Regions from separate parts of the Mus musculus genome. Here region 1 is linked to region 2. The links are chromatin contacts, called in public Hi-C maps. All regions are on one chromosome and are shown on one strand. Each heading gives the region's core, a stretch centred on a gene start, on an enhancer-like site or on the middle of the called end of the contact. The rest is flanking DNA. Distances are from core to core; before and after follow the strand shown. Region 1 has its middle 96 kb from the start of Gm32240. Region 2 has its middle 5.0 kb from the start of Gm12708.

Evidence for each region. Hi-C and Micro-C count contacts between places; a contact is called where the count stands out from the background.
Region 1: a contact with region 2 is called in a Hi-C map of Th1 cells, with 2.2 times the contacts expected there. The contact joins two enhancer-like sites. A contact is called at or near these places in 2 of 15 datasets of contacts at CTCF or cohesin (both in the NIH/3T3 cell line), 4 of 484 Hi-C or Micro-C datasets (B cells, CD4 T cells, Th1 cells and 1 more) and 1 of 115 datasets of contacts at active chromatin or transcription factors (CD8 T cells).

What each region holds. Positions count from the first base shown.
Region 1 is chr4:95,302,132-95,304,831 of GRCm38.p6, reverse strand. No RefSeq gene overlaps it. Among named protein-coding and RNA genes, the nearest start is that of Gm32240, 96 kb to the right of the region's middle. Within about 2 kb of position 1,316, at least 135 of the 459 cell types and tissues checked have an H3K27ac peak or open chromatin away from gene starts, as enhancers often do. A contact at or near this core is called in CD8 T cells, Th1 cells and regulatory T cells, where this site is marked.
Region 2 is chr4:95,186,948-95,189,647 of GRCm38.p6, reverse strand. No RefSeq gene overlaps it. Among named protein-coding and RNA genes, the nearest start is that of Gm12708, 5.0 kb to the left of the region's middle. Within about 2 kb of position 1,372, at least 31 of the 459 cell types and tissues checked have an H3K27ac peak or open chromatin away from gene starts, as enhancers often do. A contact at or near this core is called in CD8 T cells, Th1 cells and regulatory T cells, where this site is marked.

The sequences.
Region 1 (2,700 bases), core at 67-2,566, 120 kb before region 2:
GGTCCAATATGTCTTCATCTTCTTCCAGGAGGATGGATTCTACCTGTTCAAACCTTCATCCTTGTTCCCAAGGGGCTCCCCCATCTCTAGCCCTTTCTTCCTCAAATAAGTCACTACACTATAGTTAGGACAATGAATTGCCCCTCGAGGCAAGTCCCCCTCAGTCATGTTCCTGCTCTACTGTCTTCAGTGGTCCTTGGTGATTTCAGAAGGGTACCCTCTCCCCAGGTTCCTAAGACCCAGATCTTGTTGCTCCTTCTCTCTCCTTCATCATCATTGATTTACTCCATCCCTCTTTGCTATGTCAAATCGATGAGAACACTCGAAGCATTCCTGACAATATGACCACAGATTCTTTCCTCATTGGGATGCCTGCTGCCAACTTCACCTTGCTGAAATCTTCTCTGTAGTCCTTAGGTAGGTGTAGGATATCCTTCAAGGCCCTCTACATCCACATTTTTTTCTGTTCCCTGGTACTCTGGGTCCAGGAAGTTAGACTGGGTCTGTAGTTTCTTGAGTCTTCTGTTTTTGCTCATGAGTTGCTCACATTAGGAAGCAGCTATCACATGCTGGGCTGGGACCCAGGCACTGCAGATCTAGAGGTTAATAAATGATCACTGCTCTCTGTGCCAACCTCTGACTTCAGCACAGGCAATTACACTTGAGCCTCATTAGACATAATGACTATGAGCACAGCACCAATTAGTAGACAAGTCCTAGTTCTGTGAATTAGCTGGGATGTGACTTGGTTATCACTCTGAGCCTCAGTTTCCCAATCTGCAAGTACAAATAAGAGTGGGACCTCGGGCACTTGCTCTGAGTATGCTGAAGTAGTTAGCATGCTGCCCTGACTTGTACTTGACACTCAGTGAGCATCCATTATTCATTTTATTATAGCAGGTTTGTATAAATTAAGTAAATAAATAGATCTATTCTTGAATGAGAACTGACTGAAGGCTCCACTCACTCAGGTCCAGTTGTCTCCCATCCTCTCCCAGCAGCCACAACTATGCTGTTTTTTTCCAAAATTTGGGAGTCCTGGGTCCTGAAGAAGTGACCCTGGCTTTTGCTCCAGTTTCCTTGCTTCAGAATACTGTTCCCAGAGCACCATGACCCACTCTGTGGCTAACACATCTGGGTGCAGGTGGTCCTGGGGTTTGTAAACAAGAGTTGCCAGACTCTAGCCTGAAGTTCCTGGTTTCTCAGAAACTGCCTGGTTTCCTGCTCAGCTGTTGCTTTTTCTGAAAGGCTTCTATAAGCCCCACTGCCCTTCTGGTAAATCTGACTGGCAGGGGTTCCACTTTCGCTTTCGCTGGACACCCCCTGAGGGAGATTTCTCAGCAGTAGGGGCACTTTCCTTTCTCTTTTGGCCCAACCCTGTCTTCCCCCAAGGCTTCAGAGCTTTTAGGATGTACTTAGTTTCACACTGCTGCTCCTCACAGTATCCAGATTTCCAGCTGCCTCAGAGGTTAGTGAGTGTGGTACTGTGGAGTCTGGCCTGTCAGGGGCACGCTTCCCATCCGATGCCTTGGCTCAAACACTGGGGTTATTCCCTGGGTGCTGAGGAACCTGCAGTCAGCCTCCATCTGAAAACACTAAACAGAGGACTTAGAAACACTTCCTACATTGGCAGCAGCCTGCTGTTATAATTGTTCTGTTCTATCTGTAATTGTTCATCTTTTACTGGGCCTAATTTGAAAGCTGAACCTTATTGTGGGTGTGTCTGTGTGGGAAAACCTTGCACACCCATACTTCCATGCTGTCTGTACTTTTAGGCATTGTAGCATCTTAGAACAAGTCCCCTGCGGACTATGGGAGCTTTCTGTATACTATCTGTTCCTCCTATCATCCCCACAAGGTGGACATGATCTCAAGCCAACAAAGGAGACATGGGTTTGGGTGATGAGAAACCTAGAGAGCAAAGGTTTAAAAAGAAAAACCCACACCTTTGACCTTTAGGAACAAAGTTTGTAATGACTGCAGATGGAAGGCCCCCAAGGGAAACTCACCACTGCTATTTCAATTGCCTTGATTTTTAGAAACTACCAGATTACTTGTGCGTATTTGTCTTTCCCCCTGACCACTTTTCCTCAAGAATTGGATAAGTGGTTCAGGTCAACTTGTCCACTTGCCCTAGTACATGGTTTGAGTTGAGGGAGGAGTGATGAGGGTCCAAGAAGCCAAAACAATCCAGAAAGCTGAGAATGGATGGAGGGTAGCTACGGGTACCAGATCATGGAGGGACTTATAGGGCACCGGAGGAGCTGAACTGAATTCTACGTGCAAGAGGAAGCCACTGGAGGCTTCAAAGCAGAACTCTTGCATGATATAAAAAGATAATTCTGCAGTAGAGTGAAAGGCAGCTAGAAAAATCCAACAAAGCTGTGTTGAAAGCTATCTCAGCACCTCAGGACAGATCTGTGGGAGACTTACAGGCCTGCAGTTCTCAGGCTGCAACAGGACTGGGTAGAGCTTTCTGACCCAATTGCTAGGGTTTCCCCATCAGTGGTTCTGGGCAGGGCCTGAGAGTGTGTTTCTACCAAAGTTGGTACTACTGCTCCTCCGGCGCTACTGTCTTAGAAAAGATGAGGCTGGAGAGGATGAGCAGGGCATGACTTATCCCCCAGAAGATCTTCATATAGGTGAAAAGTAGGTGAACAGCAAAAAGAAGTAGTTTGAAAGCAGCAGATGTGTGTCTGT
Region 2 (2,700 bases), core at 123-2,622:
GAGCCCAGGCAGTGGGAATTCAAGCCATGTATTCGGAAACTCAGTTCAAATGACAGCTTGCATCAACTTGCCCATCTGCAAAATAAAGATATACCAATGGCAGCATGAGTTGGCTCTGAGATGCACCACACGTCATGCCTTGCCACCATTTGTTTGGGAGAGAAAGGCAGATGATATTTGAGGTGAGGTGGGAAAAGGAATGGTGGGTCCAGACCCTGGCTTCTAGCCTGAGAGGCTCATGATGTGCGCAGTCATACAGAGGGCTCTGAGCGCAGAAAGCTACACACATGGTAGGATGCTCTGCTCAGCCATCCTGATGATATTTGAACAAGGACCTCAGAGTGTTAGTTTGTACAGGGATCTATCCAATTAAGTAGCCACACTGTAAATGAGGGCCTGTGGGCAGGAAGGGGAATGGTACCTTTGAAGCAAAGTGACCCTGGGTGTACAAAGACCCACCGGCACACAAGATTCACTCAGCCTGTCCCAGGAACAATGCATGTGGGCTGCATTGTTTCTGACCAGAGAGAGCTGGTCGTGATGGGGCGGAGAACAGCTCAAAGTGGAAACCGGTAGAAGGTTAGGATGCTGAATGTAGCCCTGGGAATTCTGTGTGCTCTACACTGCACAGGCAGGCAGCTTGCTGTGTAAGTAAAGGATGGTTCCAGAAGAATTCCCAAGGACCTGGGGATGAAATGGTGTCGAAGCTGTCAGGAGCTAAGTTCAATAGAAGGGAGACCAGACCCAGGAGATGACCAGGCAGAGCTGTGTTCTGGTTTCACAGCCTTCAACACTTTTGTTTTTGTAGACTCCTTTTCCTTAGGAAGGCAAATATATAAATTTATATCTTACAACTATATTAGTGAAAAGGCAAATATCTCAGTACTCTATGCAAACCCGATTTCTCTCTTTGGTTGCAAGTGGGTATTGTACCTACACCTACAGTACTTAATAGGCAAGCCACTTTGACATGGGCCACAAAGTTCCTCAGATCATCAGCTGGGATTACTGGACTATCCTAGAATGGTCCATCTGTTTTTTCTCTTCACAGCCCTGTCAACAGGAGCCTGTTTTGTCTCCAAGTCAATTTCTCAAAAATGGAATGGGTGGCTATTGAGCCTGTAAAAGACATATGTACCTGACTGACAGGTAAAGGGTTCAGGGGAAAATTCCCTGAGACTCATATCTGCAAGTACCTGTGACTTTTCCCCTAATGTCACGTACATCAACCCTGGGTGCTAAGCTACCTACAAGCCACACCCATGAGGTGGGTGGGGAGGTTTAGTCATCAGCAGCCGCTGAGGAGACTGTCTGGAGGAAAGAAATGCCATTATCGGTCTGTCTGTCTGTGGCTGCAATATAAGTCACTCTGGCTTTGCTTCATTATCTCCTCAGAAGACAGCCACCAGTGACTCATCTCTGGTACTCTCCTCCCTATAACCAAGGATGGTGACAAAATGGCCTGATTCAGCAGCAGCAGCCCAGCCTTCCTACTTTCACATCTTTGTTGCTGGATATACTTAGATAGGTGAGCAATAGCAAGAGATGAGGTGCATTCATTTGGAAAAGAAAACTAGGTCTGACCTAGTTGACTCTTCCGGTCTCAATCTTCAACTCACTGTTCTTTAGATCCCTTCCTATTTAGAAGGGAGGCATGCATGAGTGAGTGGATAAGTGAGTGAATGTTTAATCTTTGCTGGTCCAACTTCTGCACTCTAATTCCTGAGGTCAAGAGACAGAACCCAACTGGTTCTGAATCCAGAAGAAAAATTAATCAGACAGGAAAACTGCAGATAAATTTAGACAAAAAAATTTTGGGGAAACTGAGATGGGGTGAAGACAGCATTTGGAATCTCGATTCACCAGAGAAGTATTCAGACACATTACAAGGTAACATGTGTGGCCCCTACGATCATTTCACGATGAGAGTAAGAACTTGTGTTTCAGTAGCAATTACTCTGGTCCAGGTACCCGGCCAACCATATTTACACAGACTCATTCATGTTTGTGTGTCCCTGGAAGGTAGGTGCCTAGGTCAGGAAGAGAAAGGTCATGATGCAAAGACAAATGAACAGAAATGGCTCATTTACATACAGCTCCTTGCTTGCTCATGCTGTACGTTCACCTTTCACTGCTGTGGGGGGAAGCTTCGGTGATCTCCAAGATTAAGAAGCCTAGGAGATCTTAAAGTCTAAGAGGGAAAGGAAGATGGATGCAGGAGCCTGGAAAGCAGGAGATGGTCAAAGAGCCAATCCAGTGAGCTTTGAAAGATAGGACCAAGGGTCAGGGAATGGGACCTTGTTATTTGAGACATCATGGGTGGAATGAAGCTTTCCAAGATATAACCCAGGTGTGGCTCTGAGTGTGGGTGGATGAATCTCTGTAAAGGTAAAAATCCCCAGAGCCGGGGTCAAAGAGCACCAGATGGAGTGATGCTGGTCTTCCTGGGACAACAGGGATCTGGGGGAAGGTGTAACAATCCTGTGTTTAAGTGAATTACAGCTTCCTGGGGTATACATTTTAACAGAAGAGTTTGGAGAGAGTGATTTTTTTTTATGTTCAAACAGAGATATATACAATAAAAGACCCCAAGGAAATGTGTGTGTGCATGTGTGTGTAGGCCTACCTTCCTTCACAGTGGACGGCTTGAAAAGCAGTCATTATGGAAAAGGTACATAAAGTTACACATGACAGCTACCA